6 separate regions of the Mus musculus genome follow, and regions 1, 2, 4, 5 and 6 are each linked to region 3. The links are chromatin contacts, called in public Micro-C and promoter capture Hi-C maps. All regions are on one chromosome and are shown on one strand. Each heading gives the region's core, a stretch centred on a gene start, on an enhancer-like site or on the middle of the called end of the contact. The rest is flanking DNA. Distances are from core to core; before and after follow the strand shown. Region 1 holds the start of Slc2a13 (solute carrier family 2 (facilitated glucose transporter), member 13). Region 2 holds the start of Irak4 (interleukin-1 receptor-associated kinase 4). Region 3 holds the start of Zcrb1 (zinc finger CCHC-type and RNA binding motif 1). Region 4 holds the start of Lrrk2 (leucine-rich repeat kinase 2). Region 5 holds the start of Pdzrn4 (PDZ domain containing RING finger 4). Region 6 holds the start of Tmem117 (transmembrane protein 117).

The links. Promoter capture Hi-C pulls out the DNA fragments that hold promoters and counts their contacts. Hi-C and Micro-C count contacts between places; a contact is called where the count stands out from the background.
Region 1: a promoter capture Hi-C map of pre-B cells shows a contact between it and region 3, with 3 times the contacts expected there. The contact joins the promoter of Slc2a13 here to the promoter of Zcrb1 in region 3. A contact is called at or near these places in 2 of 39 promoter capture datasets (the 3T3-L1 cell line and pre-B cells).
Region 2: a contact with region 3 is called in a promoter capture Hi-C map of liver, with 4 times the contacts expected there. The contact joins the promoter of Irak4 here to the promoter of Zcrb1 in region 3. A contact is called at or near these places in 15 of 39 promoter capture datasets (the 3T3-L1 cell line, the C10 cell line, the HPC-7 cell line and 11 more), 1 of 15 datasets of contacts at CTCF or cohesin (large pre-B cells), 8 of 484 Hi-C or Micro-C datasets (CD4 T cells, CD8 T cells, the G1E-ER4 cell line and 5 more), 19 of 115 datasets of contacts at active chromatin or transcription factors (the 230-238 cell line, the NIH/3T3 cell line, acute myeloid leukemia and 15 more) and 3 of 9 other capture datasets (adipose tissue, embryonic stem cells and liver).
Region 4: a promoter capture Hi-C map of pre-B cells shows a contact between it and region 3. The contact joins the promoter of Lrrk2 here to the promoter of Zcrb1 in region 3. A contact is called at or near these places in 3 of 39 promoter capture datasets (the 3T3-L1 cell line, the SN4741 cell line and pre-B cells), 1 of 115 datasets of contacts at active chromatin or transcription factors (large pre-B cells) and 1 of 9 other capture datasets (liver).
Region 5: a contact with region 3 is called in a Micro-C map of embryonic stem cells, with 4 times the contacts expected there. The contact joins the promoter of Pdzrn4 here to the promoter of Zcrb1 in region 3. A contact is called at or near these places in 3 of 39 promoter capture datasets (cranial neural crest, frontonasal cranial neural crest and second pharyngeal arch cranial neural crest), 1 of 484 Hi-C or Micro-C datasets (embryonic stem cells) and 1 of 115 datasets of contacts at active chromatin or transcription factors (forebrain).
Region 6: a contact with region 3 is called in a promoter capture Hi-C map of liver, with 4 times the contacts expected there. The contact joins the promoter of Tmem117 here to the promoter of Zcrb1 in region 3. A contact is called at or near these places in 5 of 39 promoter capture datasets (the 3T3-L1 cell line, hippocampal neurons, liver and 1 more).

The regions. Positions count from the first base shown.
Region 1 is chr15:91,571,545-91,574,658 of GRCm38.p6, forward strand. Slc2a13 (solute carrier family 2 (facilitated glucose transporter), member 13) reads right to left here and starts at 1,717. Exons shown (of 10, transcript NM_001033633.3): 1 at 1,031-1,717. The coding sequence starts at 1,553.
Region 2 is chr15:94,541,871-94,545,194 of GRCm38.p6, forward strand. Irak4 (interleukin-1 receptor-associated kinase 4) reads left to right here and starts at 1,790. Exons shown (of 12, transcript NM_029926.5): 1 at 1,790-1,956. It overlaps Pus7l (pseudouridylate synthase 7-like), which reads right to left and starts at 1,637. Exons shown (of 9, transcript NM_172437.3): 1 at 1,590-1,637.
Region 3 is chr15:93,396,761-93,400,401 of GRCm38.p6, forward strand. Zcrb1 (zinc finger CCHC-type and RNA binding motif 1) reads right to left here and starts at 1,574. Exons shown (of 8, transcript NM_026025.3): 1 at 1,403-1,574; 2 at 410-495. The coding sequence starts at 493. Pphln1 (periphilin 1) reads left to right here and starts at 1,590. Exons shown (of 9, transcript NM_175363.4): 1 at 1,590-1,701.
Region 4 is chr15:91,671,903-91,675,155 of GRCm38.p6, forward strand. Lrrk2 (leucine-rich repeat kinase 2) reads left to right here and starts at 1,322. Exons shown (of 51, transcript NM_025730.3): 1 at 1,322-1,535; 2 at 1,718-1,803. The coding sequence starts at 1,379.
Region 5 is chr15:92,395,398-92,398,960 of GRCm38.p6, forward strand. It overlaps Pdzrn4 (PDZ domain containing RING finger 4), which reads left to right and starts at 1,413. Exons shown (of 10, transcript NM_001164593.1): 1 at 1,413-2,108. The coding sequence starts at 1,518.
Region 6 is chr15:94,627,356-94,630,852 of GRCm38.p6, forward strand. Tmem117 (transmembrane protein 117) reads left to right here and starts at 1,830. Exons shown (of 8, transcript NM_178789.4): 1 at 1,830-1,947.

The sequences.
Region 1 (3,114 bases), core at 467-2,966, 1.8 Mb before region 3:
CCCTTACAAACCTATCCAGAAGGGTGAAGAGTGGTCAGCTCAGGGACAGCTCCGGGAATCCATCTAGCCCTCCCATGGGGAAGCAACGCTTTACCCTAAAGGAAACTGAATTATAAAAGGAAACATTTTATAGCCTTGGAAAACTACCAGTGAGATTTAAGTCACAACTTCCCATTCTCCCTTTAAAGGTGCTTTCTAATAACACTGGGCACATCCCAAACAGCTTCCCTCTGCCAAGAGCACACCAAGAGTGCCTCCCCCGCTCAGCAAACAGGGTGACAAAAAAAAAAAAAAAAAAAAAAAAAAATCAATGCCCAGAGAACCTACATCTCTTCATTTCTAAAGTAAATTGCAAGTGTCTATCTTGCTGGGCATTTATCCACAGGAGTGGCTCCTAACTGAATCTAGGAAATGAACGTGACCTTTAATGGATAATTTGGTTCCCATATGGAAAAGGCAGAGAAGGCAAAACAAGAATGGTGAATGTTGGCCCAAAGTAAAAGTTCTAAGTCGGGTGGGAAAGGGAGACAGATTTCATCTAGAAAGGTGGAAAGGTTGAAAGTCAACCACAGAGCACAAAGCAAGGAGAGAAAATAGTGTTCTATTTAAAAATGATCCACTGCAGAGAAGATGGAACTGGAACGGAGCAGGGATTTTGGAGTTCAAAACTCCTTGACTCTACTAATTATTGCAGTTCGCAGTTCGTTTAAAGCTCGGTGGGCTTAGCATCCTAAAGGAGAACTGGCAGTGGGGAAATCACTCTCAGGGATGGCAGGGATGTGGAGACCCTCCTAAACTCAACAAGCGGCCTCAGGTTAGGCCGGATCGGGGAAAGCTGGGGTATCTTGAATTGCTCCAGACTGTCCGGCGCTGACTGACCCGCGGGCGACCGCAGATTCCACGTGGGAATCCGGGAGAAGGGAACGCATCCTCCACAGCCACCAGGGCGCTCGTGCCACCGAGCCCCCAAAGGACCGCGGAGCAGGGGAGAGCAAGGGGGTCAGTGGGGCTCGCGGGCGCGGCCACTCACCGATGCCGAGCCCCACGACCAGGCGGCCGGCCAGCAGCGTCTCCTTGTTGGCGGCGGCGGCCAGCACGGCGGAGCCCACGGTGCACAGGGCGCTGGCCAGCAGGATGGCGCTGCGCCGACCGAGGGCGCCGTTCAGGGCCCCTCCGGCCAGCGCCGCGACGGCGGCCGCGCCCACCGCGCCCGACACCAGCAGCTCCTGCCACATCGCGCCCAGGCGCATCTGGCGCCGCAGCAGCAGCATGGCCCCCGACACCACGCCGGTGTCGTAGCCGAACAGGAAGCCGCCGAGCGCCGAGAAGGCGGCGGCCGCGTACACGAAGGCCGGGGTCTCGTCGCGCTGGAACTGCCTGCGCGCCGCGCGCTCCAGCTCCGCGCCCTGCAGGCTGGCGGCCGACTCGGCGGCCAGGAGGCTGCGCTCCCCGCCTGGCGCCCCCGGCTCCGGCTGCCGGCGGCGCCTCTCGCCCATCAGGCTGCTCAGGCTGCGCAGCGTGTACTCCACGTCCTCGCTCGCCTTGCGGGACATGGGACAGGCGGACGCCGCCGAGGCGGCTGCGGGGAAGTTGCGTGTGGGGCGCCGCGCACTCTCTGCCAGCTGCTGAGCCGCTGCTCTTCTGCCACCCGAGCCACCCGCCTCGCAGCCTCTGCTAAGCTGGCGCTACGGAGCGGCCGGGGGCGGGGTCGTGCGTCACTTGCCCGCTTGGAGGGGAGGGGCGAATGGGACCCACCTCCCCCTGGTGGGCGGAGACAGAGAAGAACTCCTCCCCCTGGACGCTGCCACCTCCCTCTGTGGGCGGGGTTAAGCGGAGGTCCCCTGGAGACAAGAGCTCTTTGGAGTCAGGGTACCAGGACACAGGGAAGCTTGCCTTCTGGCTGCAGATGAGCTGCTTGCTATCCAGAGCACTCAAGCTCACAGCAGGCTAAGGATCAGGTGAAAGACTCCTTCTGCCCTCCTGCTTGCAATCCGAGGTGGCTGAGACTGCCTGACACTCACCTACTTCTGTCCTTTTGCAGTGAGTGTCCGTGTCCCTTGGCTCTCATGCAATTAGTTTGTTTTGGAGCAATTTGGGACCATGGTCACTGGTGTCTCTAGTTTCCTTTCTCCCTGCTACTCCGTCTTTAAATTCCGCCCTTCTAAAATGCATTTGCATCTTGACTTTCTGAGGGGAGAAAGAGAGACAGAGACAGAGACAGAGACAGACAGACAGAGAGACAAGAGACAGACAGACAGACAGACAGCAACTCTTCTCTCACGAGAAGGCTTCCTGTGGATTCCCAGAGGTAAAGCAACTTTAGCTGTGCGTATATACATCACCTTCTCACATAACTAGCTGATTCCAAGTGGAACAAGGAAACTCAAGAATGTGATCTGTTGTGTGATTGGCAATTACCACCTTTCTTGCCCAGCATGCGAGCCTAAAAAGATACCTTCTCCCTGACAATTCCTGCTGCTGCCCCATTGATTTGAAGAAGCGATTTTAGATGCCCCATTTGCCTGAAACAAAGTAATTTCAAATGGTTTGAGGATGGTTGTTTTAATTGCTAATTGCCAGTTGTTGGCTGGTTTGGAAACCTCCCGTTGATTTAAATATTCTGTAAATTATTTTATGTTGTTTCATTTCCGGAGATAGAGACTAATCAAGTGTCTTTCTGCTGCAGTCTCATTCTTCAGGCGTAGGACACCAGATTTAAATGAAAAAGAAATTTAAAACCCATGGTTTCCGTGAACAATTCCTGTCTTCATTTACTTCCCTTATTTGAACAAATGTTTCTTAGCACGAACCCTATTCATGCAGTTTAAGCTTGTTTCCTTCAGAGAAATTGTTTCTGTCATCCTATTACACTATGAAGTTATTAGACTTTCCCAACGTCCCTTTCACCTTGATTTTTAGTCACCAAAATATCTCACTTTCCAACCACATTTCTCCAAATGTGGGGGGGGGGCGGTTATCTCAGAGGAATAACTTTAAATGTATCGTGTAACTTTAAAGCAAGGTTTTGCCGTCTTCCCAAGGAGAAATTAAACACAGACTTATCTCTCAAATAATGAAACAATAACTTAGACTTCAGAAGATTCAGGCTTGAGT
Region 2 (3,324 bases), core at 540-3,039, 1.1 Mb after region 3:
CTTTAATTCCATCTCTCAGGAAGCAGAGTTCAAGGGCAGCCTGGTCTACAGACCAGGGGATAGCCAGAAGCCAGGGCTATACAGAGAAACCCTGTCCTGGAAAAACAAACAAACAAAAGTTAAAAAAAAAACAAAAACATAAAATGGGTCAATTTCAAGTTTATCTGAAAAATAGTATCATTAGACCTACAAAGAAGGGAGAAGAAAATAGGACTGTTGTTACAATGATTGTCATCCTCAGAACCTCAAAATCTCCTGGAGCAAACTTCAGAGACTGTGGTAGTGTTTTTATACATTGGAAATTAGATCACGAAGAAGGATAAGAAAGGAAAGTCTATAATAAATAGTTACGTGAACTTCTCTGTACACTTCAAGGTCGGATAAGTCAGTCCTGGTCCCTCATCTTGTTCTAAATTCTCTACAGGAAAGATACAAACATCTCAAGCTAATGAAAGGGAATTTCTACCAAGTCACTGGCATAGAAGAAAAGAAAGTCTCATGGTGTTTTCTTGGAGCAGCGGCCCAAGGCCAATTCTATAGGGAATGAATCACAGTCCTCACACAATCTACTCTCTCCACGACACACGGAGCCCTGAGAGAGCAGCTTCACTGCCTAGCTCTTGTATTTCCCAGACTTTACAAGTAATTGATCATCTACATCCTCAGACATTTTCACCCACCAATAATCTAATCTATAGGATTCATCTATAAGCTTTAGGAACCTGTTTTCTTTTCTTTCACACACACACAAAGAAAAAAACTGATTTAATTTCCTGTATAGCATGACTAGCTAATGTGTTCATTATTTACTGTCCATCTTCTTCAACTTAAAGTGTCAGTTCCACATGAGCCAGAATTCTGACTAGCCCATATTCAGAACAGCACCAAGGACATAGTAGGTCTGCAGTAGATACTAGTTGAACAGATACAAGTAGAACACAGTAAGAGCGTTAATGGTGACAAGAAAGAAAGAAGTGTTAACTTTTGTCTATGATAATCAGGAATGGTATATAATAAACTGCTACTTGACTTTGGAAATAGTTCAAGAGACAGAAGCGGGGTAGAAATACCACGTGCAAGTACAATCAAGACGGGCACTGGGGGGGGGGGGGGGAAGGGGGAAGCCCTGACACAGAGCAGAGGGGATAGGGAGAATACAGCTGAAGTAATGCTGACAAGGAAAGATAGTGAACACCCTGTCAAAGGTTGGCATCTGCCCCCGTGGAGTTGTTTCTAATGGCAGATGGAAATCAGCAGTCAGCTCTGACCAAGTCCACAGGGGTCCTCGGAACCCTAGGGATTGTTGGAAAAGAAAGACCATAGGACGGCTTTCCAGGCTACACGTGGGGACAGTGCAGCACGAAGGCATGGCAGTCAAGCAGCTAGTCAAGAGGCGGGCAGACAGGGCACGTGGGGGCGAGGGTGGCAAGAGCTCCTCCTCCGCTCCGCGGGGCGAGCCGAGGCTGCAGAGGGACTCCCACCCCAACCCCACCCCGCTCCCTGGGCGCCGCCACCACGCCTCCCTCCCCGGTCCAGCAGTCTTGGATCCACCGGTGACCCGGCATCCTAATAGACTCTGTGAGCTCTACCTCGCTTCCGTGAGAAAGTGGTCCGCCGAGTGACACAGTGCGCATGCCCAGAAGCCTTTCCGCCGCCTAGCCTCTTACAGGGACATTTAAAGGGACAGGCTCCGGTTGGTGTAGCTCTTCCCTGGGTGGAGCTCGGGGAGGGAAAGGCGTGGCCTTCCGGATTGGCTCCGCCCCTATACTCTCACCCTTAGCTGACCTGCCCTCCCTGTCCCACAGGGGGATATGATGCCCCGGTGACCCGCAGCATCCCGATCGCAGGCAGTCTGAAGTCGCCTGGTGGTCCTGCGTCCTCCACCCCCGAGTCCTCGCCGGACCGTGGCGGGACGCCGATCGCCTTGTCCAGGAAGCGAGGGACGTCCGAGAGGAAGTAGGTTGTATGAGGAAGGCTGATCTCAAGCCACGATCTCTCCGCTGTCCTCTGTCCCGGGCCGGGTTGGTGATCAGTCGCTTCGCTCCAGAACCAGGAAATGGGCGCACTCGGGCAGAGGAGGCTTGGGGAGCCCCGCAGCCTCTGTGCGCTGCTCTGCCGCCGGAGTGTCTCGCTTGCTCGCTATGGGGAGCATAGGAAGCTAGCTGTAGTCAGACAGTCCAACAGGTAGAGGGAGAGGTAAGCGCAAGACAGATTGGAAGCAAGAGAGGGGCAGGAAAAGCATTCCCAAGAGAGCAAGAAAGCACCATTAGCTTTCGGAATGGACACAGTGGCCCCAAAGCAGGAAATTTAAAAAAAAAAAAAAATCGATTTTTCCGTTTCTGGGAGTAATTCTTCAAGATGTATGCCAAAGAGCTCAGGGTTTTTTTTTTTAATTCTCCTATTTTCATGCTAAACATTTTTGCTTCCTACATGTTTCAAGACTGATCTGATCACTCCGGCCAAACTTGGGCCTCCCAGTCTTGTCTTTGTTGTGTTCCCTGTTCAAACAGAAACAAACAAAAAACAAACAAACAAAACAACTTAGGAGATGAATTCGCACTCTACAGTAGCACAGACTTCTGTTGACTGCACTGCAGACAACAACGGACTGAACCGCTGAGCCTGTAAGCCAGCCCCAATTGAATGCTGTCCTTTATAAGAATTGCCTTGGTCATGGTGTCTCTTCACAGCAATGGAAACCCTAACTGAGACAAGTCACCAACTGGGAACCAAGTACTCAAATGAGGGACGATGGAATCCCCTCCTGTTCAAACCACCGCAGGCAGCGTTTAACAGACTGCCAAATGCATTCTCAGCTTGCTACCTTCTTCCATCATTAGAATAAAACTCCCCTGTGTTCTTGCCTCCCTTTTCTCCCTATTCTTCCTAACGTTTTATTTTTCAGGCACCTGGATTAATATCTGTCACAGATAGGACATGTCTTGGTGAATGGATGACATTATACATTTTAGTATACCCAAAGCGTTTTAGTGGCCACTGAAGTATGTCAGTGTTTAGAAATTGTGGACATCTCTCGGCATCTCAAAGGTCTTTTGGCAGATGCATCAGGAACAAACGGGGCTGCTGTAGGGTGAGAGGCATTGGGACAGCTAGTGTAGAACATGGTTGTTTGGGTATGGGGGAAGTTCAGACTGCGTAAAAGTATAAGGAAGAAGTGACCAGGGGGAGGGGCCAGAGTGGGAAGAAACCAAAAATTCTTATATAGGAGGAAGCTTGCTGGGCTTTTTGTTTTTGTGGGGTTTTTTTGTTTTTTTTTTTTGTTTTGTTTTTTGTACTTTGTTGTTATTGTTGTTGTTTGTTTTA
Region 3 (3,641 bases), core at 324-2,823:
AAGCCTAATTCAGTATCTCTTTTCTCTTTCGTGAGATGGGGTCTAAATTGTCCAAGCTGATCTTCCTACCTCAGCTTCCCCTGTGCTGGGGTTACAGGTGTGTGATAACTACTCTAGGCAAGTGTTCCACCACTCAAGTACAGGCGGCAGAGGAAGGCAGATCTCTGAGTTCTATGATAGCCTGTTCTACAGAGTGAGTTCTAGGCCAGTCAGGCACAGAGAAACCCTGCCTCGAAAAAACACACAAACAACAAATTCTCTTTGGGAAATTAAAACAAAATTGAAAAATTTCCCACTAAAATTTGCAGAAGATATCAACTAAAAATTTTCCCAGGGAGCAGTATTTTTGCTTAAGCTTCAGATTGTCTCTAAAGAAAGAATCCATTAGTTAGATGTACATACAACTTACCCGGTATAAATCATTGTTTGTTAGGGAGAAAGGCAAGTTGGATACATAAACTGTGCTTTTACTTGGCGCCAAGCCACCGCTCATTTCTAAAACGGAAAAAAAGGAGACATTGGGAATCTTACTCCAAGTAGAACCAAACAAGGACCATCACTGACTTAATTAGGGTAGAATTCCTCAGGCTCCATTCATTTAAAGAGATTAGAGTACCAGTGTGGGTAGGGTGTGAATTACCATATTCCTTTTCTAGCAGCGGGTGTTAAGCCTTTTAGGGCTGCGGTGCGATTGAAGAGGGGTTTTAGAGAGATGGAGAAGCCACAAGGCTATTTTTAACGCCTTCTTAGGGTAAAAGCGGAAAAGATGTTTCCCAAGGATTCGCCCACCTCCGAAAGGGACACCTGTCTACCCCGCCTCTTTTGTTCTTGTTTTTAAAAAAACTCCTGTATCTACGTCTGTATATATGGATTACTGATATAGGTAGGCCATGACGACAGAGACTCGGTTTTGTTAAGCTTGGGGTAGTTTCACATTTTGATAAAGTTCTTTAGATTTTTAAATTTCGTGCACAACCAAATCATGAAATGACACTCTATTACATGGATTACCTACTTTGAATGGGACATTAACCTGTATATTTATCAATGTGCTTAGTAATCAACGTCACTGTTAAAACTCTGCAAATTACAGGTGAAACGATCGCGTCGGTCGGCAGCAAGTGTTAAGAACCCCTATGAATGACAATGGACCCGGCACCCCGGAGGGCGCCCCGCTGGCCCAGTAGGAGGATTATTCAAAAAGCCTTAGCTAGCCAAAACCTGCTTGTCGCGTTTCCAGTTTCTCACTCTGAGAAATGCTAACCCCGGCTGGACGTTCCTGGGGCCGGAGCTGGGGTCAGGGTCGAGGCCGAGGCCGAGGCCGAGGCCGAGGCCGAGGCGGAGGCCGAGGCGGAGGCCCGGGCCGCGGCCGTCTCCTGGGCCCGGCGCCGTGGGAGCTTACCTTCGGCGCAGAGGCGAAGCGGAGAGGATGCGAGCCCGCGGCGGCTTCACCTCCGGCTGCCTTCCGCGGCGCGCAAAAGCGCGGGCGTCCGCGAACGCAGCGCGGTGCAGCGCTCCTTCCGACTCCCCCAAACCCCGACGGCCCCGGGCCGGAGGCTGGCGCGCCGGGCGACGTCACCGCGCGCGCCGGAAGTGCCTTTAGGGCGAGCGGACGTCTGGCTTCGCGGGTTTCACCGGCGGCTGAGGCGGCGGCGACAGAGGCGGCGGCGACAGAGGCGGAGGCTCAGCAGTGGGACGTAGGTGAGCGAGTGGCTCTCCGCAGAGGCGCGAGGGGCGCATGCGGCCGGCGGGCGGGCGGGCGGACGTTTCCTGCGGCGATGGAGATGTGCTTTATTCTGGACTCCTAGTGGAACCTGGAGAGGGACTCAGTGGATGCGGGAGGAAAGCGAAGTGTGGAGGAGAGTGAGACCCAGGTTCCGCTTCTCGGCAGGAGTTTAGTAAGCAAAAGGGGAGTTCTCAGCCAGGCAACTTCAGTGACGCCAGGTCAGTCAGGAAGTCTGGGTTTTTATCTTATTTTTTATTTTTTGGACCTAACCGACTCTGTAATAGGCACTTTGAGAGACGGACAAAAGAGTGCCAAAATAATCCACTTGCTGTTGAGAATGTCAGTGTGGCCGGGGAGACAAAGCCCACGTGGGGACAGTTGGAGTCACACAGTGACCCATTCTTGAGTACTGGCACGGACAGATGTTCAGCTCCATCGTCCCGTTGTTTATTACTATTTTTTCCTTTCTGAAAATATGGAATGGGTACGCACTGATTATTTTTTTGTTTTCCGAGACAGGGTTTCTCTGTGTAGCCCTGGCTGTCCTGGAACTCGCTCTGTAGACCAGGCTGGCCTCGAACTCAGAGATCCCGCCCGCCTCGCCTCCAGAGTGCAGGGATTAAAGGCGTGCACCATCACCGCCCGGCTACACTGATTATTCTTTAAGAGCTCGTCGTTTCTACAGAGAAATCCGAATGCTTATTTTGCCCGGTAGTTTAAACTTAACTTCTACCCACCAGCACGTACAGACCAGGCCTGTAACTACTCCCTGGGAACCTGCGTGTCAGCAGCCCGGAGCCCAGAGCCTGTCGTGGAGCCTGCACAATCAATCCTGACTGAAGCGGAGGGACGAAGTGCAATCCACCCAGGGCGCCGCTGAGTTTTGAGAGGCATTAATTCCTTGGCGTCCACCAAGGGACCACTGGGACTAATTCTCATGGCAAACTTGTGGCCAGCCCAAACTCCCAGGCTTCACATCCCGGTTGTGCTTGGTTATCGCCCACGATGTAAGCCCCTTTGGTCTTCTAATTGTTTGAGCCTTAACTCTCCGCGCTGTTTCGTGCTTCCTCTCGATTTGGGGGTACCACTGCTTCTCCTTCCTTAGTTCACCCTGAGCGCATCGTCTGTGCTCCTGGAATCTTATTTTGTCTGCTTAGCAAACACTTATTAGCCTTGTTTTGAAACTGTCTTGCGTTTTCTGACTCTTTAACAAAGCTGTGGCTTTTGCCTTTAAATTGAACTTTTTTTTTTTCCCCTGACATCTGGGTTTTAAGATTTGGTGTTGCTCCATCTGTATCGAATTGATTGCATTTCCTTGATTTTTTTTTTCTTTCAGTTTTTGTTCTCATTTTTCCTTTTGGTCCTATGATTTCCCTGCCTTCTACCTCTTTCTATTAATATAATCCCCATCCCCTACCCCCCATCCCCCCAAGCAGGGCCTAGAACTGGTGATTCTCTTGTTTTGCCTCAGCCCTCCTACGTTCTGATTACTGGCCTTCCTCGGGCTTAGCCCAGCTCTTATTTTTGAGTAGTCTTTCCCTAAGTTCCCAAAGTTAGGTTCTTCTAAGCCCCCTCCAGCAGGAGCCAATTGCTTCCTGATTGTGTCTTTCATCTTGAATTTAAATTAAACGCTGAGGGTGGGAGTGTTTGTTTTGCTTATCCTTGGAATGCTGCTGCTGTTTGCCGTTTTTAGAGGTTTTAGGTAGTGAGTGAGTGGGTGGCAGGATCCGGTCAGGTCATCAGCTACTTAGGAACAACAAATGGCACATGGGTAGTTTGTGTGGAGTGATTTCAATGTTGCTAGGTCATGCAGTCTATTCAAGAAATAGTTCAAATACAGCCCCCCCCCCCCCCCCGTAAATTGTCTCAAATTAAACAGAGATCTGCCTGCTTCTGTCTCTCAAGTGATTGAAGG
Region 4 (3,253 bases), core at 72-2,571, 1.7 Mb before region 3:
AATATTAGCACTTTACTACCACGCAAAGGTGAAAACCCTTGGCAACAAGAAGCACTCAGTGAGTACCCAAGCTGATGGAAACTTGCTTTCTTGTTCTGCTGAAAGTGCAGAGTGTGGACAAACTTTCAGCCTGACCTTCAGTTGTGTCTTGGCTCTCAACCCGCCTCTCAAACCCCTCCACCTCTTACCCATCCCAAAGACATTTCCTCAGACAGGAAAGAACTCCTCATCCGTTTGTGAATTGTTATCAGAATGTTAACGAACTAGAAGCCAGGAAATAAATTAACTGCTCTAATTCTCCTTCGGGGTAAATAACCTTGAGGTTGGGTCATCTGAGACCATAGAACATCCAAGCCTTGACTACAGCACTGTACCAGAGACTTCTCTTCTTGAAAAACCTTACTACGTGAGCATTTTCTTTTGCTTTCTTCTTGGGATGCAACATCTTCTTCACAGGGATGCTTTAGCACTGTGCCTTGCAGATCTGTCCCCTTCTCCCCCGCCCCCTCCCCTTTCTTCTCCTGCTTCAACTCTTCATTTACCTCTTCTCCTTCCCCCTCCCCCTCTCCCCCTGCTCTCTCCCTCTCTCTTCTTCCTCTACTTCTTCCTCCCTCTCCTTTTCCCTTCCCTTTCTCCCCTCCCCCCATTCCTTCTTTCTAGGTAGGCTCTTATAGCCCAGGCTGGCCTTGAACTTGTATGAAGCAAGGATGGCCTCCGATTTCTTTGGTTCTTGTCTTCACCTCCCAGGTGCTGGAATTAGCAGTTGCCCCGGCTTTCAGAATACCCCTTTTAACTTTAGAGGCCCGGGCAGCAGTACTAATAACTAGTTCAGACCAAGAATGCCGTTTAAAGACTGTTTCTTCCAACCTTAGCTTCACTGACTCTGCTGTGAGTTCCATCCTTGAGAGCTGAATCAGAGCTCCCAGATCCTGCCTGCAAACTCAAAACAGAGAGAGGCCTTTTGGCAACCACAACCAGAGCTCAGGATAACCAACAAGCAAACAACTCCTAAAGCCCATGTAGCTGGCCGATTTTGATTGTTAAACGCTGCATTCTTTGGGGAGCAAATTACTCCTCTCCCTATAGGGGGAACTCTTAAAAGAAACCGCTTTCCTGAAAGGGGCCAACTGGGCGGTGTCCTCCTTTCCCAACGCCCCTTTGCTATTCTTAGTGGCGGGGTGGCGGCTTTCGCTTTTCCCCGGCGGAGTTCCCAGCGGCGCGATGCGGCTGGGCAGGCCGGGCTGAGACTGGGCAGGGGCGGTCGCCGTCACCGTCTGGGCGCGGCTGGGGACCGAGGGCTGGGCCTGCAGCGGAGGCGGCCGAGCAGCTCTGAGAGCAGGAGCCGTCCCAGCTCGCCGCAGTCCCCGCCGGCTGCACCATGGCCAGTGGCGCCTGTCAGGGCTGCGAAGAGGAAGAGGAGGAGGAGGCTCTGAAGAAGTTGATAGTCAGGCTGAATAATGTCCAGGAAGGCAAGCAGATCGAGACGTTGCTTCAGCTCCTGGAGGACATGCTGGTGTTCACCTACTCGGACCGCGGTAATGCCTGCAGCCCCTCCCTCCTCTGCAAACTTTATCCTGCACTTGAGTCTTAATCTTGGGCACCCCACTCCTTTCCTTCAGGGAGGAAGGAGCTGAGATCCCTGGAAGATTGAAAGGATGCCAGGATGCCGTGGTTTGTGACTTTGTTTTCATCCCCCATTTGCCCCCTTCTTTTCCAGCCTCCAAGTTATTTGAAGATAAAAATTTCCACGTGCCTCTGTTGATTGTCCTGGACTCCTACATGAGAGTTGCCAGTGTACAGCAGGTAAGCGGGCCTTCCCATCTGTTCCTGAAGACTGTTCTGTGATAGGCCTTATGTCCCGGGGTCTTGAGATTTGCTTTAAGAGGGGAAATCTTGTCAAATGTTGGCAGAGGAGAAGCACCTTTGACATTATCTGGGTGGTGGTAGCAGCAAAATGAAAACAGGGCTCTTATTGGCAAGGTGAGTCCGTTAACCTTTCAAACTATTCTAAGAATGCTCCTTAATATACAGCGAGTTTCTGGTAGAGCAGTGCAGTGAATATTTCCAGCAAGGGAGGGTAATTAAAAAAACAGTAATAAAACAGTCAAGTCTAGGGTCAGTTTGCTTTTATACTTTTAAATTAGAAGACACATTTCAAGGATTCTTCCTGCAGTGTATATCACCCAGTATCTAAAGAAAGTGATGTTTCCCGAATGCCCCCTCGCCTGCCGTGTTTACATTTCTACTTTGCGGCTGTTATCATACAAAGTGGATACAAAAGTAGAACTTCTGTCTGGATCTGTGTCACAGGAAGTCCAGAAGTAGGCTATGTAATTAACTGTGATTTTAAAGCAGACTCGGATAAGTAAGAATGGCTTTCAGTCAGGACAGAATTACTTCTGAAGGTGCTAACTTCCTTTAGAGGTTTGCGATCTGGGGAACTGAAATCAGTTTTGTCATCCAAATACTGAGAGTTATTTGTCGGGGAACTCTGGAGGCACGGGAAGAATAGAATACTCCTTCATAGTCATTCTAGAGACTAAACTTTTCTTAGTCTCCAAGTTCTCTCTCTCTCTCTCTCTCTCTCTCTCTCTCTCTCTCTCTCTCTCTCTCTCCTCCTCCTCCTCCTCCTCCTCTCCTGCCTCCTCCTCTTTCTCCCTCTGTTCCCACCCTGTCAAGTTCTCACAGTATAACCCAGACTACTTAGAACTTGCCATTTTCCTGCCTCTGGCTCCCCAGTGCTATAATTATAGGTATATGTCACCATACCTGGCTCTAATTTTCTTTTAGAAAAGCATACTTTTATCTGCAGTAAATATTTTTATTTTTCCAATTGTGAAACTTTCCTATCTGACTAGTCATTTTCAGGTTGTTATCAGACAAAAATCAAGAGGAAGATGGAGGTATGATAAAGATACTGTACTTTTTAGCACCAAGAGTCTGAATTTTACCCACGGAATATGAATCATTTTGAAGGTGCTTTCTGTTCTCCACCTACATCACCCTTCTTGCTTTATATTCAAAAGTGTCTAATTCTGGCTGCCTACACTGCCAAGACCTAGACTTGGTAGTCTCACGCCTGCTTGGTACCACTGGGAAAAACTGGACCCTGATTTTCAATCAACTGAACACAGAAGGGAGTGGTAGACCTGAGAGCCCAGGGGAATCTGGAATATAGCCATTGCTTACCTCTTTCTCCTTTCATCTCTTCCTTTTGTGTCTGTCTGTCTTTGCTCTGTCTCTGTCTCTCCTC
Region 5 (3,563 bases), core at 163-2,662, 1.0 Mb before region 3:
TGATTGGAAGCTATTTGCCATTATTATCACCAAGTCTGGATTTGTTTGTACTGATGCTCTTCACAGCCTTCCACGAACAGCACCCAGCTGGCAAGGAGGGTGATTAATTTAAGAATCCTCATCCCAAGCATCTCGCATGGTTTCTGGTTAACGGCGGTAAACCACGTGCTTATATCCCGGTGTTACCTGGTGTTATGGGCTCTTTGTGTTCTTAAGTTTCGGGAGAAGGCGATGGCCCTGGAAGGTCCCCTATGTTTTCAGGAAGGCAGGCCACACACCGAAGGACAAACTAGAAGGGATTTGGAATTTGGAATGATTCTCTTCTGTTTGAGTAAAGAGAGGCTTCTAACCGGGCCGGGGTGGCGCATGCCTTTAATCCCAGCACTCGAGAGGTAGAGGCAGGTGGATTTCTGCGTTAGAGGCCAGCCTGGTCTACCGGGTGAGTTCCAGGACAGCCAGGGCTATGCAGAGAAACCGTGCCTCTTTTGTTCATGATTATCACTTTGTTGTTGTTGTTGTTGTTGTTGTTTTCTTCCAGGTGCTCAAAAGGCCATACCCCGTGCCCAATAGTAAAATGTTTCTCATAGCCCATTCCCAGTAGTGAAATACTTCTCAAAGTGGAAAATACAGAGCGTGACAATTCTCTGAACTGGGAGGCAAGCTGCAGTTAATGAAACCTTAGTCTTTTCACCTGGCGGAAGGGAGGGAGGCTGCTCATTGCCTTCCCCCACAGCAAGAAAAAAGTGCCCCAGGCAGACAACTGGCCTGTCCCCAACCCTCACTGCTGGTTCAGAGATCACCCTTTGCTACAATCACCTGATTTCCATATCTTGATTTGAGAAGCCTGGCTCTGGGGATGATTTCCTACGTGTTTTTTTTTTTTGTTTTGTTTTTTGTTTTTTGTTTTTTGTTTTTTGTTTTTTTGTTTTTTTTCCAGCGCGGAAGCTTTAGAGTCAGAGTTCTTAGTTGACGTTTTGTTTGTTTTTTGTTTTAGTTACCTCCCTTGAAAGAACAAAAGTGTATTCATCACTTCAAACTTTTTTTCTTTCTAACTAAGGATTTGCCTGACACAAGATCCTGATCCCTGGAATGTTCCACCCTGGTAGACTTTAACATTCTCAGTATCAATGCTTTGCCCATGGCCAGCTGTACCCAGACAAAGCACCCTGGGGGACTCAAGTTCTAGACTCAGAGAAAGAATAAAGCTGGCCCAAACACTACTGTAAACAAGCCTCCCTCTCAAGGATAAACTTGAAAGACCGTGCATTACAAAGCCATAAAGAAGTGGGTAATGGGGAAGGGTTCACTCAGGTGGCTTCAATGAGCTTCAATACAGAGAAGTCAGGACCTAGCCACAGCTTTGAAACTCCAAGCCAAACTTATTCTGAGCTCACACACAAACCTCCCCCCTCAAAGAGCTCAGCAGCGGTAAGACCGCTGGCCCTGGCGCAGCTTGGGGGTGATTGAAAGAAGAAGCGGGGACACCCCTTTTGGCTCTCCTCCCTCCCACCACTAGCATGGGCTTCGCTTTGGAGCGTCTCGCGGAAGCCGTGGACCCCGCTTTCCAGTGCCAGCTACTGTGTGGCCAGGTACTGGAGGAGCCCGCGTGCACGCCTTGCGGGCACGTCTTCTGCGCCAGCTGCCTGCTGCCCTGGGCGGCGGGGAGACGCTGGTGCCCGCTGCAGTGCCAGCCGCTGGCGCCGGGCGAGCTGTACCGGGTGCTGCCGCTGCGCAGCCTGGTCCAGCAACTGCGCGTGCAGTGCAACTACAGCGGACAGGGCTGTGGCCACAGGGGCGACTGCGGGTGCTGGCAGTGCACATCCAGCGCTGCGCCTTCGGCCCTGCCAGCGGCTGTGACAGCCACTGCCCAGGCGGCTGCGGAGGCGGCGGGGAGGAAAAGCACCCGGCGACCAAGACCTGCTGGAGTGGGGACGCGCGTGAGGGGCCACCCGGACCTGGAGGTCGGCCTCTGGTTGTCGCCTGCTGTCGGGGTGGGGAAGACGCGGCGGGCGCAGGTCAGCTTGTTGCAGCGCAGGTATCAGGAGAAGTTGGCTCTGTACATGGCGCACACGCGCAACTTCGTCGGGAACCCGGGAGGCCGCGGCCAGGTAAGCCCAGGGGAATGAACCCCAGAGCACGGTTGGGATGGGAAGGGGAGCGTCTTCCCGACTGTTGAGGACTCCTTATGGAGGTGCCATCCCTTTTTCAGAGCTGCATCTGATTATGCTCTGCCACCTTCATCTGCATCGCTGCCCCAGAAACACCGTTTAGGATTAAGGGAGTCAAACTCAACTTCTCCAGGAGGAGAAATTGAGTGAACTCTTTTCCCATCCACACTCTGTTCTCATCTTCCACTCCCCTGCTCACCTAAGCTGCCCATCTTTCGCGTCCTTGGCCTGTGCCTGGAGCAAATTCTATAAGTAAACCGGTTAATTGGCTGTGAGAGACTTATTTTCTCTGCCAAAATATGCCTATCAGTTAACTACCCACCCTTTCCTCAGCTCAGGGGCCTCGAGGGATGGTGGTGACAGAGATACCGACCTTCCCTGTTGATTCCTCTCTCCTGACCTCACGAGACCTTATTGGTGGCCAGTGTGCCTGTTATTACCTGGGGACCTGTCCCAGGACAAGAACAAAGGCCTGAAGTCACAGTGCCTCCTTGAGTACCTGGCAGAGGCAGCTGTCTTCCCTACTTCATGGAAGGGGCTAGTCCTGAGCTGCGAGCTGCAGCCTGGGTAGAGAGACGTGTTTATCAGCTGTCTTCAGTTGGTGTTTGACTTGAACGGTCTCTGGCAGAGCAAGCAAGATTTGACAGAACTTGTACCCCCTACTCAAGTGCTGTTTTCACTTCTTCTACACGCCCCCCCCCACACACACCCCCCCGGGGAGGAGCAAGAGAGGGCTTCCGTTTGGGACTGGTTGCTTAGATCTGCCTCCCACCCTGGCCCTCTGTTTTAACCTTCCTACCCCTAGTCTGAAAAACAATGTGAGAGAAGCTGCTCTGATTATACGATGCACATGGAGCATACTTGGGTAAAAATGCCGTTGCATAACACAGCACCTTGTGCAGTTAGTTAATGGAGAGAATAAAAATTAAAAAGACTGGAGGCTACATGAGTTCCCTAGTCTGCTTGTGTATAGGATAATCTTCATTCCAATGGATGAGCTAGAGAAAAGCACACACGTTTGCTATGCACTGCCAGTCCATGATTCAATGCTGGCTGAAAGGAGCAACCGTTAGAATTACAGAATAAAGAACTAACTACAGCATCCCACCAAACTGTGCTTCTATGCCAGGGCTGTCCTATGCTGCAACCCTTTAATACCTCATGTTGTGGTGACCCGCAACCATAAAATTATTTTGCTACATCATAACTGTAATTTTGCTACTGTTATGAATCATAATGTAAATATCTGATAATGTGATTCCAGCAAAGGGGTTGCAACCCATAGATTGAGAACCACTGTTCTGTGCCTTGCCTTGTGGATTCATCATCAAATGCTGCTCTCCAAGGGTTGTGCTTTCTGCTGCCTCAAGGGGCTGCTGTGGGCTCTGGGAAAGC
Region 6 (3,497 bases), core at 580-3,079, 1.2 Mb after region 3:
GTAGAGTCTGAGAATTCATCGGAGAAAGTAATCTCTAACTCACTGAAGGATTCCTGGAGTTCACTGGGTATTAAGGGGGGAATGGTAAGATTTTGTCTCTGCCCCCAGGCAGCTCAAAGAATGGTGGTGGTGGTGGTGGTGGTGGTGGTGGTGGTGGAGAGTTAAGATAAACTGGAAAAAAAAAAGTAAAAACCAAATATCACAGTGAAATGCACAGAATGCTGACATAGGATGCACACAAGGAAATTTGTAGACACACCATGAAAGAGACTTGCTAAGCCACAGTTTCCAGAAAATAAACTATGACCACTGTCACTTGCAAAAATGTGAAGCCAGCAGGAGGGACAGCAGAGCCCCCTAGGACTTGCTCTCCATGGCCACTTCAAGTCCGCAGATATCGCAGCTGCCTCTGCTTCCTAAAACTCACTTCTGAATCCTCAGTCCAGCCAGGAAAAGGGTTGCCCTGGCCTTCCTAAATGTGCTGCTGTTGGCACCCAAGAATGATCTCCTTTTCCATTCCACAGTACAGACTGTGATCATTCCCATTAGCACCAGCTGTCAGTATGCAGTAGCTAGCTATGTGCATGCTGGATATAGCAACGTTTAACACATTAAAGCAGCCAGCAAGCTGAGGTAGCGGTTGCTATTAGGGGCTGAGTAAGCAGCAGACATGAGGAAAGAGAGGGGTTCCTTAGGCCAAGTCAAAGGTTCCTCCTGACACATGCTGCAGAGAACTAGACAACCCACACCAATGACAAGCATTGGGGAGATGTGCTTATGTGTACATGTGTGCATGAGTGTATGTGTGCTCACGTATTTGTGCAATGTATACATTATCGTATATTTGTATTTATGTGTGCGTGTATGTATCTATGTACACACACTATTTCTGTACAGACAACTATCTATATATGCATATATACAGAGACACAGCCATGTACCAATCTGTCTATATGGGCACACATATTTACATATATGCATATGTGTGCATCTATATATACATACACATATATGTATGTATACGCACATAAGTGAAGATATATGCACAAATACACATAAATATATATGCATATACACATATAAATTTACATATGTACAGACACACACAGAGATACACACACATATATATGCATATACACACAGACACAGACACACACACATGTATGTATGTGTACATGCATATGTGAATATATATACATCCATACACAAATATATATGCATATACACACATAAATTTACATATACACAGACACACAGAGATACACACACATGTGCGTATACCCATACATATACACAAGACACATAAATATATATGCATATACACATATAAATTTACATATACACAGACACACACAGAGATACACACACATATATATGCATATACATATATATATGTGTATATATATACACACACACACACACACACACACACACACACAGACACACACACAGACACACATAGACCGACATACAGACACACACAGGCACAGACCCTCTGCCCACCCCCACCCTTCACACAGCCGCAGGCAGGGATGCTGTGTGACCGAGGTCGCCTTAGAAAGTTAGCGGTCCCAGCTGCTGGCAGGCGCAGGTTCCCCGCAGGGTGCTGCTGATGCGGTTCCAGCAGGCCATGGCCGGGTGGCGCTCTCCCTAGGCCGCCGCAGCGCCCCTGCCCTGCTGTGCCCTGCCGTGCCCTGCCGTGCCCTGCCCCGCCCCGCCCGGTCCGGTCCGGTCTGGCTCCGCAGAGGCGCGGCAGGCGGGCGGGCGTGGCGGCATGTGCCCGGCGCGGTCCGGGGCCGACTCTGCGGCGCGGCGGGAGCGGCGAGGGCGGCCAGCGTAGGCGGCGGCGTGGGCCGCGGTATTTATAGCCAGGTGACAGCAGCGCGCCGCGGCCCGTGTCGCCGCTCGTCCTGCGTCCGCCGCGGTGGCCGAGCCGCGCGCCCTCCGGTGAGTACGCGGCGGCCCGCAGCCCTCGGCCCGCAGTCCCGGGCGCACAGGCAGGCCGGATCCCCGCAGCCCCGCAGCCCCGCGTGCCCCCGGGCCGGGGACGCGGGAGCCGGCCGGGGACCGAGCCAGCCGAGGCTCCGGGGGACCGGCCGCGGGCAGCCCGAACTTTCCCGCTCCACCGATTCCGGGGCGCAGGGACCCAAGCCCCCGGCTGCCTGCCTGCCGGGGAAAGGAACAGGTTGCATTTCCTCCGTGTCCTTTCGGGAAGGAAATGGGAAGGCCTGTGTGTTTGCGAACTCCATCGTGACTGAATTAAAAAAACTAGTTTTCCATTTCTATTTTGAAAAATACCACAGGCCCGCGGCTGTGTGTGACCCGTGAGAGAACATCTAGCCTGCTATGATTCATTCTACCCTCTGTGGAACATCGGTGTGTGTGTGTGTGTGTGTGTGTGTGTGTGTGTGTGTGTGTGTGTGTTTGTGTGTGTGTGATACTTACCTTGATATTAGTGTATGGACACAAAGAACAAAGTGAGTTGAAGTATGTAAAATATGAGGTACCCCCACCTCAGTCTTGGAAGCTTTTATGGTTTGATTTGCATTCTGTAGCAAGTTGTAATTTACTGAATATAGTGGTAAAATCTATGTAAAAACTATTTCTGTTGTATCTATCATCCATCCATCCATTGATTGATCAATCAATCGATCCATCTGGATATAGTATCTTTCTATTCCCTCAACCTTTGTAGTTTAAGAGCAACTGGGGATTTTGACTCAGCCGTTCGCCACTGCTTGCTCTCCCATTCTCCATATAATTCTTGTGATTAAAAAAAAAAGTACCCATCAGTTTTTCTTAATTTGCTTTAAACTGCCAGTCACTTAAAAGGTAACTCCGGGCTTGAATGAACTTTAATCAGCCCGTTGAGTTTTGTTGTCTTGGAGTAAGACCTCAACAAGCAAATGGCCCGAAGGGCAGTCTGTGCTTTCTTAAAGGGTCAGTCCAATGGTCACGTCTCCACTTTATAACCCAATAGGACGGGCTGGTCCCCACCTCACCATTACACTGGGATGCTGTCTTTCTGGAAGACCTTCAAACCAACTTCACTCTTCGCTTCTGGGTTAAAAAGCTTGCTTATCGATGTCCCAAGGTCTGCAAGGATAAAAACACCGGAGGAGGAAAATTACTAAACTTTGATACAATGTGACGAGAAAGGATGTGATTTACCAATGTGATGCTGCAAATTAGTTGGGTACCACAGATACCATCCAGGTCCCTATCCAGAGGCACTTAGGTGGTTACATTGATTGCTTGAGAAAGCTTTGCTTTATTTAAAAGGCTGTGTGGTCTTTGGACGGGACTGAAAGCAAGGGCCCCAGATGTACTTCTGTGATTGCTGTTTGCACGATAAAACCTGTCATGGGTGCTGGGTTATACAAAGTGCTCTGCTCCTCCCCGCACCTGTCCTTGGCTTGTTTGGTTTTGAAGTGAAAGGGGTGGAACTCAGAATCTTGACAGTCAAGGGTTGCCTCCACCTGCAGAGCTTCTCATAC